2 separate regions of the Canis lupus genome follow, and region 1 is linked to region 2. The links are chromatin contacts, called in public Hi-C maps. All regions are on one chromosome and are shown on one strand. The core of a region is the stretch at or near the end of the contact, and the rest is flanking DNA. Distances in the headings are between cores, read along the strand shown.

Region 1 (4,320 bases), core at 1,315-3,814, 510 kb after region 2:
CAGGTTAAGTTTTCTAGAATTACCACTTTGGTATAATCCTACCTTATTTTTGGAGTATGTCAAGGAATTTTCTGAAATAAAGAAAAAAAAAAGAAAAAAGAATGTTACCACTTAAATATTGTTTGTGAATTACTCGATATACAAAGAGTATAAATATCAAGCCAGTAGTAAATCAATAGCACCAGAAGATAAAATTTCTTCATGTGTAACATAGCAAACATTTTTAAATGTTATCCGCATAGTATAGGGAGCTAGGTATGATTCCAAGACCCTCAACTCAATTCAACACACCACAGCCAAAGAGGTGAGACCCTCCTAATTTTCCTAGGATCATGTTTCTGTGCGAATCCCCAAGGGTCTACTAATCACTGCAAATTCATTCACTGGCTGCCTCCCAGTAGCTTAGGCCCCAGAAACTCATCTAAAGAACTTATAAGGAAAGTGCTCTCTACTACATTTTCTTCACTTGTAGCTCTTCTGGAGTAAGCATTTAGATTTGAGGAGCCAGAGACTGAATCATATGACAACAAAGGGGCAAAAATGTTGAGACTTAGATTATATTGGCCAACTATCTTCTAACCAGACAAATAGCTTCTCCACTCCTGTCTTCTGTTTCAAGAAGGACTAGAGCTTTTTCTTAGTCTATTTAAACTTTTTTTTTTTTCTGGCACATTTACCAAGTCTCTTTATTCTCAGCAATTTGAAACATTCAAGAAAAATGGTTTTACCACCAAGCAATGCCTATGTTCTTACCCCATAGTATAAAATGTAAACCATTACTGCTGAGATTTCTTATCAAGAGGTACTTTGTTCTGAGAGCAGCCAAAAGGGCAAATCAAAAGAGCAGGCAGGAAATGAAGTCGGCCACGAAGTTGTGAAAAAACTAGGGAAGTAATTAAACTTCAATCATCCAGCTGCCCTGAGGCTTACTCCCTCCTTCTCTCTCTTATTCCTCCCACGTTGCCTTGGATACAGACACCCACTCCCCAGATCTCACCGGGGTGTTCTTAGTTGAAGTACACTCGTTGGACACAAAAGAGTAAAGATTTAGTTAAGTCATGATCTTCCCTGTGACACAGTGAACATGAACTGCGGCCAATCCCTGGTCTTCCTTACTCTGGTCCAAGAGTTCTCTCTCTCCTCTACCAGATTTCTCACTCCTCTGTGTTCTAATTTTAAGCGATATATTTTCAACGAAGCATTGGGAGCTGATGAATTTGAAAGGTAAGAGAATGCTACTCTTCCGCAGAAATAGGACGCGACCCAAGATGTGAGCCACGTGTGTAACTTTTATAACTTTCTAGTAGCCCCATTGGAATAAAAGAAACACAGAAGTTTTATAGATTTTAACCCGCTATATCCCAAATATTACCATTTCAACATAGAATGAATATAAACAATTACTAATGAGGTATTTCTACATTCCTTTTTAAATCTAGTTTTTGAAACCCAGGGTGTATTTTATATTTCCACACATCTCAATCCACATCAATCCCATCTCCAGGGCCCATCAGCCTCATGTGGACAACCGGCCATGACACTGGTCAGTGCAGACTTTGAGGGTAAGTCTCTACCAGGGATCACTGGATACCTGTTACTTTTCTTCCATGAATTACATTAAAGACTAAGAGACCGATGAAAGGTTCTGAATATAAAAATGGATCTAGATTTCAGATACTCCCTCTTCCCCCATCATTTCAAGGGAAGATTTTTCCAAGGGCCTAGAAATGGGAGAGGTTTTTCTTCTGGAAAATAGGTCGTAGCCATAATGTAAGGTACAACTGACGAATTTTGGGGGTGCCAGAGAAGATCATTCTTTGCACAGAAGTGGAATGGAGTCATAATGTTTCTCTCTCTACAAAATCATCGTTTTAGAGCTGGAATCATTCGAAGCTAGATTTCAAATGTCAAAAAATAAAACAAAATGAAATAAAATAAAATATAAAAAAATAAAAAATAATAAAAATAAATAAAATAAAAAGTAAATAAAATAAATAAAAATAAAATAAAGTAAAAAATAAAGTAAAAAAATAAAATAAAGAAATAAAAAATAAAAAGTAAAAAATAAAATAAAAATAAAAAATAAAATAAAAAAATAAAAAATAAACAATAAAATAAAAATAAAATAAAATAAAAATTAAAAATAAATAAAAATAAAATAAAAATAAAATAAAATTAAAAAGTAAAAATTAAATAAAAAGTACAAAAATAAAATAAAATAAAAAATAAAATAAAAAATGAAATAAAATAAAATAAATAAAATAAAAAATAAAATATAAAAATAAAATAAAATCACTGTTTCTTGATCAGGATACACAAACGAGTACGTCTGTCACTGTGAATATGGAGGTGGAGGGGGGAGGGGAGGAAAAAAAAAGATTCATTCAGTTAAAATCGATGTATTCTTTTTCAGATGACATTACCTATCCTGTGCGTCCTTTGTGCACCTACATAGGTGTCAAAAATCCGTTGCAGTTCACACTTGCCAGTCATGTGTCGTAAGAGCCATTTCATCCAAAACCGAAAAAAGTGCCCATAGAAGAACTCCCACAAAGAAATAAACATGGTGTGTTTGTTTGATTGTTTTCCTAGAGAAGGAAATATATGACAGATTTAATGACCTTAAATTAGATCTTAAAAGAAAAAAAAGAGAGAGATGCAGGTGATCCGACTGCTCCAATCCCGGATTGCGCATCTCAGGTCGCAGCGCTGGGCTGGCCCCGCAGCGGGATGCGGGATGCAGGAGGCGGGATGCGGGATGCGGGAGGCGGGAGGCGGGAAAGAGGTCGGGCGTCGGGGCAGGAAGCAGCGCTGCGAGGCGTTAGGCAGTGCAGGCCCCGACGGGTCGCCGCATCTGGGAACTGGCTGCAGAACCCCCACGACGCGCTCCGCTCCGCTCCGTCCCCTACGTGCGCATCTTGCAGAAGAGCGGGGCGGAGGGCTCGGCAGGCCCGGGGCCAGAGCGGCCCCAGCGAGCGCGCCGACACCTGCGAGGGGCCCGCGCCGCCGCAGCTCCTGGGAGCCCGGGGCTCCTTCCATCGCCTCCGTCCCGCGCAGGAGAGCGCGGCGGCTCGTCCCCCCCGCCCTCCCCGCTCCCGGCGGCTCCAGCGCGAAGGCACCGGGACAAAGGCAGCGCGGGGCCCCGGGGAGCCGCTGCGCGGAGCCCCCCCTTCCAGGGCCCCGGCCGAGCCCAGGGCGCGCAGGCGCGCTGCCGGCGGGGGGCGGGGCGGGGACGCGCGGACTCGCACAAAGCCTCGCCGGCCCCGGGCGGCCCCGCGGGATTCCTCGGGGCGCCGCCGGGCGCGGCCGCACCGCAGCAGCGCGGCGCGAGAGGAAGAGAAACAGCAGCCACCTCACAGCAGCGGAAGAGCTACGGGGGAACGGGGGAAGCTGGAGCTGCCTCGGTTTCCCCAACTGCAGACGGCCGGCCGCGGAAACGACGCCGCTCGCGGGGCGCTCCCTGCAAGCACCGCGACCCGGAAGTCGGGGAGGGAGGGCCGGCCCCGAGGCCACGCCCCCGCGCCGCTCCCGCCACGCCGATTGGCCGGAGCTCCGCCAATCGCCGGCGCCCGGAGGAGGGCGCGCGGAGGCGCGGGCGCGCGTGCTCGGCGTCCGGGGACGCCCGGCGGTTGCCCTGGCAACGGCCACCCGGTCGGCCTCTCCAGGTACCGACACCTTCGTCCCCTTAAACCCCGGGGGTGTGCGCTGATGGGAGCTGTGAGCTCCTCCTACACTCCCCGCTCGGGAGAAACAGCGTGCTTTCGGGAACTTTCGTAGCACCGATTGTGCAAAAGCACTTTGACCTGCAATTAATCTTAATCCTGCAAAGTAATTCTAATAGTCCTACCTTAAGGATGAAGAATCGGGATTTAGGTTTAATGATTTACCCATGCTATCCCTGCCCCCCCCCCCCCGCCGCCAAAAAAAAGGGCGGGGGGAGAGCTCTATATGTTGAGTAATGTTGAGTAAAGTTTGGGCTTTGTCTTAAATTTAAGAGTATCTGCAGGGAGAGTATTCCAGACATGCGAGTGCAAAGGCCTTGAATCAATGGGAGAAATAGCGAGGCCAGCGTAACTGGAGGAGAAAGAACAAGGGGAGAGTGCAATGTAAGTCCAAAGGACAAGTTCCATTGAGAAATAACTTACTGCTAGCCACCCCACAGCTCCAGATCCCTCAACCCCTTTTCTCAAAAGCAACCAGTATTAGCTTCTTGTTTATACCTCCAGGAATGTTTTATGCAAGTGTGTATCTGTATATTCCCTGCATCCCTTTGCTAACACACATCGAAGCAGCAATACACACTTTTCCACACTTAAGCTT
Region 2 (4,920 bases), core at 1,146-3,645:
GTGGAGGTAGGGGCAGAGGGAGAGGGACAAGCAGACTCCCTGTGGAGCAGGGAGCCCAACGCTGGATCCCAGGACCCCGGGATCATGACCCGAGCTGAAGGTCGCTGCTTAACCAGGGGCCCTGGCAGTCATGCATTCTTAAGGACAAAGATTCCCCAAGTGTTGTGGCTGGAGAAAAAGGGCTAAGAGACAGAGAGGTTTGGGGAACCACCTTGGTTTGCCAAGGCATCTGTACAGAGCCCAGCTGGGGGTTTTCAGCCAATGGACTCTTCCCTCAGATCTCTGGTGGCTCGGGGACCAGCAGCCAGGCAGGCTCCGCGGCTGCCTCCCTGTACCACTAGGTACTATATAAAAAGCACCGTCCCGATTGCCTAGAAGCCTATTTTCTAAAATAAGTAAGTCAGGAAAACAACATAAAACCAGCACATCAAAAACCATAGAGACCAACTCTCCTAAGTAGTTCTTCTTGCGCCTGCTTCTAATTCGGGTAAAGCGGAGGCTCCTTGTTCTCCCCCCAACAGCCACCAGCTGTTTGTGCGGCTGCTGGAAAAAGAGAAGCTGTGCTGGGTGGGTGGGTGGGGGAGGCTGTGGGTGACAGAAAGCTGTAAACATACTAAGATCTTAGGGAAATGTGGCCTTTTGTCTTCAGCACTGAGTCCCAGGTCCTCTGAAAGAATGCCAGGTGAGAGTGATTAAGAACCGTCCCACGAGTTCTCTCCGAGCCCTTCCATGGCACTTCTCTCAAGCCCAGGAATCCGTTGGTGTGGAGGGCAGCAGCGTCTAAGCATTTAAGTGGTTAAGGGGCTGTGTCGGCTTGGAGAAGGTTGGAGAAGGCCGTTCTGCGGGCGCTGCACTACCGGTCTCCAACCCGGGAACACCCTATAGAGGGAAACGCAGAGAAACCTCACTTGCCTGTTGACACCACCAGGCTTGACAACCCGAATAAACGCAGTGAGAAAACAGCTCACTCGGTTTCTTTTCTTATAGAGAAAACATCCGTTCTAGAAGGAAACAAACATCACATGTCTGCTTCCAAGCCTCTTGGAGTGCCAGGACCCAATACCCGAAAGCAGTGGCCCCCAGCCCAGCATGGGCAGCAACCCCCCCCCGCCCCGGACCGTGCTGTGGCTCAGGTGCAGTGGATCATACTCCCGTGGCCGGGCCAGCAGCTGGAGTGCCCCCCACCCCGCGTGCTGCTGGGACCCCCTCCTGGATGGGCCGTCGCTGCCCTGGGCACTGCAGGTGCGCTCGGGAAGGCCCTGGGGCCGCTGGCCGCGGCCTGAATCCCGCGTCCTGCAGTCGGAGCTCAGCCCCGACCCTTCGGGTACGCTGGGGAAGGCCCTGGAGCCACTGGCCGCGACCTGAGCCCTCGTCCTGCAGTTGGAGCTCAGCGCCGAACCTCCGGGTGCGCTCAGGGAGGCCCTGGAGCCAGCGGCCGCGTCCTGGCGCCAGCCCTCGTCCTGCAGTCGGAGCTCAGCGCCGAACCTCCGGGTGCGCTCAGGGAGGCCCTGGAGCCACGGGCCGCGGCCTGGGCCCCGCGTCCTGCAGTCGGAGCTCAGCGCGTCCCTCCCGCCCGGGGGAGGCTGCGCCCGCCACGCGCGCCCTCGGCTCCATCTGAGGCGCTGGGAGTCGCCCGCGCGCCCAGGTCGGGCCGCTTCCCCTCCCGCCCGCACCTGGTGCACGCAGAGGTGAGTCGGGACCCGGGACCCGGCAGAGGTCGCTGCCGCCCCGCAGGAGAGCCCGGGGGAGCGCGGCGAGCGGCGCCCAGGATCCTCGACATCACTCCAGGCTCCTCCTTGCGCGCACACATCGCACACACACACACACACACGCTCACACACACGGACACGCACGGACCTCGCGCTCCTCTCGGTCCGCTCCCTCCGCCTGCCCCGGCCCCGGCCGCCTCCCCAAGTGCGTCCCGGCGCGGCCGCCCGGCGACGGCAGGCGAGGGGCCCACGGCGCGCGGCCGCGGCGGGACCCGCTCCCCGAGCGCCCGGCGGCCGGGACCCCCGCGCGGCACCGGCCTGGGGGCGGCCGCCCGCTCCCGGAGCCCCCGCCAGCCCGCGGGAGCCGCGCCCGGGAGCCCGCCCGCCGGCCGCTCGCCTCCTCCGCGGTTCCCCGCGCGCCCCCCGCCCGCGCGCCCCCGGCTCCGGGGCAGCTCGGCTCGGCTCAGCCCGGGCTGACCCGCGCTCGCAACCCGGGAGCGCGAGGAGGAGGAGGGGGAGGAGGGGGAGGAGCAGCAGGAGGAGGACCAGGGGGAGGAGCATCGGGGGAGGGGCGGGGAGGAGCGCCGGGGGGAGGGGCAGGAGGGGGAGGGGCGGGGCGGAGGACGCGAGCCGCGGGCCGGTCGGCGGCGGGGCGCGGAGGCCGGGCGGGCGGGCGGGCGGGGGCGCGGCGCGCGACCATGGCCCGGTCGCTGGTGCAGGCGTGCCGCAGCCTGGCCCTCTCAACATGGCTGCTTTCCTTTTGTTTCGTGCATCTGCTGTGCCTGGACTTCACGGTGGCCGAGAAGGAGGAGTGGTACACCGCCTTCGTGAACATCACCTACGCCGAGCCCGCGCCCGACCCGGCGTCGGGGCCGGGGCCGGGGCCGGGGGCGGGGGCGGGGGCGGGGGCGGGGTCCGGGGCGGCGGGCGGCGGCGGCCCCGAGCTGCGCAGCGAGCGCTCCGAGTGCGGGCGCTACGGGGAGCACTCGCCCAAGCAGGACGCCCGCGGCCAGGTGGTCATGGCCAGCGCCGCGCACGACCGCCTGGCCTGCGACCCCGGCACCAGGTTCGCCGCCCCGGGCCGCGGCCGCAGCTGGATAGCCCTCATCCCCAAGGGCAACTGCACGTACCGGGACAAGATCCGCAACGCCTTCCTGCAGAACGCCTCGGCCGTGGTCATCTTCAACGTGGGCTCCGGCACCAACGACACCGTCACCATGTCCCACGCAGGTAGGCGCCCGGCGGAGCGCGGCCCACGCGGGGAGCGGAGGGGACGAGGGGCGCGCGCGGGGCCCCCCAAGTCCGCGCGGGACACGCGTCTCGGTGCCCTGGACCCGTTAGGTGCCGCTGCTCCGCGTTCCTGGGGGCGGGGGTCCCGGAGCGGAGAGGGCTGCTGGGGGGGATGGAGGAGAGAGGGGTGCTGGGGCGGATGGAGGAGAGAGGGGTGCTGGGGAGACGGAGGAGAGAGGGCTGCTTGGGGGACGGAGCGGAGAGGGGTGCTGGGGGGGATGGAGCGGAGAGGGGTGCTGGGGGGACGGAGCGGAGAGGGCTGCTGGGGGGGATGGAGGAGAGAGGGGTGCTGGGGCGGATGGAGGAGAGAGGGGTGCTGGGGGGACGGAGGAGAGAGGGCTGCTGGGGGGGACGGAGCGGAGAGGGGTGCTGGGGGGGATGGAGGAGAGAGGGGTGCTGGGGGGGATGGAGGAGAGAGGGGTGCTGGGGAGACGGAGGAGAGAGGGCTGCTTGGGGGACGGAGCGGAGAGGGGTGCTGGGGGGGATGGAGCGGAGAGGGGTGCTGGGGGGACGGAGCGGAGAGGGCTGCTGGGGGGACGGAGCGGAGAGGGGTGCTGGGGGGGATGGAGGAGAGAGGTGCTGGGGGGGATGGAGCGGAGAGGGGTGCTGGGGGGACGGAGCGGAGAGGGCTGCTGGGGGGGACGGAGCAGAGAGGGCTGCTGGGGTGGGGACGGAGCAGAGAGGGGTGCTGAGGGAGATGGAAGAGAGGGGTGCTGGGGGGGGACGGAGCTGGGAGAGCTGCTGGGGGGGATGGAGCGGAGAGAGCTGCTGGGGGTTCCGGAGCAGAGAGGGCTGCTGGGGGTCCCGGAGCAGAGAGGGCTGCTGGGGGGGACGGAGCAGAAAGGGGTGCTGAGGGGGATGGAGGAGAGAGGGGTGCTGGGGGGATGGAGGAGAGGGGATGCTGGGGGGGACAGAGCAGGGAGAGCTGCTGGGGGAGGATGGAGCGGAGAGAGCTGCTGGGGGTCCCGGAGCAGAGAGGGCTGCTGGGGGGGACCGAGCCGAGAGGGCTGCTGGGGGGACGGAGCCGAGAGGGATGCTGGGGGGACGAAGCAGAGAGGGATGCTGGGGGGACAGAGCAGAGAGGGCTGCTGGGGGGGACAGAGCAGAGAGGGCTGCTGAGGGGGGGTCCCGGAGCAGAGGGCTGCTGGGGGGTCCCGGAGCGGAGGGGGCTGCTGGGCTCAGGGGGGGTTGCGCCGACCCGTCCTGGAGGGTCCAGGAGGTGCAGTCGGGGGGCGGGGTCCGGGCTCGCGCGCGGTCCGAGCTGCTGAGCCGCGCGCACCTGCCTGGAGCCGGAGGCGGTGCACCTGCGTGTGCCGGGGTCGCGCTCCCCGCTGGCAGCCCCGGGCAGGGCGGCGCACAGGGTTACCGGCCGTGTCGCCCCCTGCCCCCCCGCCCCGCGCCCCGGGTCAGCCCGCAGCCCTGCGGGGACGAGCGGAGCCGGCTGCGGGGTGGGCGCCCTGACCGGGGGTGGTCGGAGTCCTGGGCTCCGTGTCGCTGGCGGAGGCGGGCCTGAGGGCAGGATGGCACCTACCCGCAGCCAAGAGGAGCGCGGTGCCCCTAAAGTCATGCCCACTTGGACATTGTGGGGGGAGCCTCTTGCTGATTGGGGCATCATGAAGTATGCAGAGGCCTTCTGTGTGGAGAGAATGGGGCGATTTCAGGGGAGAAAGAATAAGGGTGTTATTATTATTATTATTATTATTATTATTATTATTATTATTATTATTTGAATGCTTGAAGGGTGTCAGGGCTAGAGTACATTACTGCCCGAGACTCCTATTTATTCAGCCATAGGCCTCACATGCCACTGCTTCCCGGATAAGAACCAAAAAACAAAAGTGCTCCGCCGGCTTGTCAGCATAAGCAGCTACTTTTAGCAGCAGACTGGCCTCCTTGTGATGTGCCCTCCTGCCCCAGAGGG

What was found. Hi-C and Micro-C count contacts between places; a contact is called where the count stands out from the background.
Region 1: a Hi-C map of blood shows a contact between it and region 2, with 3 times the contacts expected there. The contact joins the promoter of ELMOD2 here to the promoter of RNF150 in region 2. A contact is called at or near these places in 2 of 9 Hi-C or Micro-C datasets (amygdala and blood).

The regions. Positions count from the first base shown.
Region 1 is chr19:3,040,999-3,045,318 of UU_Cfam_GSD_1.0, forward strand. It overlaps ELMOD2 (ELMO domain-containing protein 2), which reads right to left and starts at 2,565. Exons shown (of 8, transcript XM_038564578.1): 1 at 2,424-2,565; 2 at 43-71. The coding sequence starts at 2,565.
Region 2 is chr19:2,534,608-2,539,527 of UU_Cfam_GSD_1.0, forward strand. RNF150 (RING finger protein 150) reads left to right here and starts at 2,396. Exons shown (of 8, transcript XR_005373859.1): 1 at 2,396-2,939. LOC119864426 (a long non-coding RNA gene) reads right to left here and starts at 3,031. Exons shown (of 3, transcript XR_005373860.1): 1 at 2,840-3,031; 2 at 615-1,001.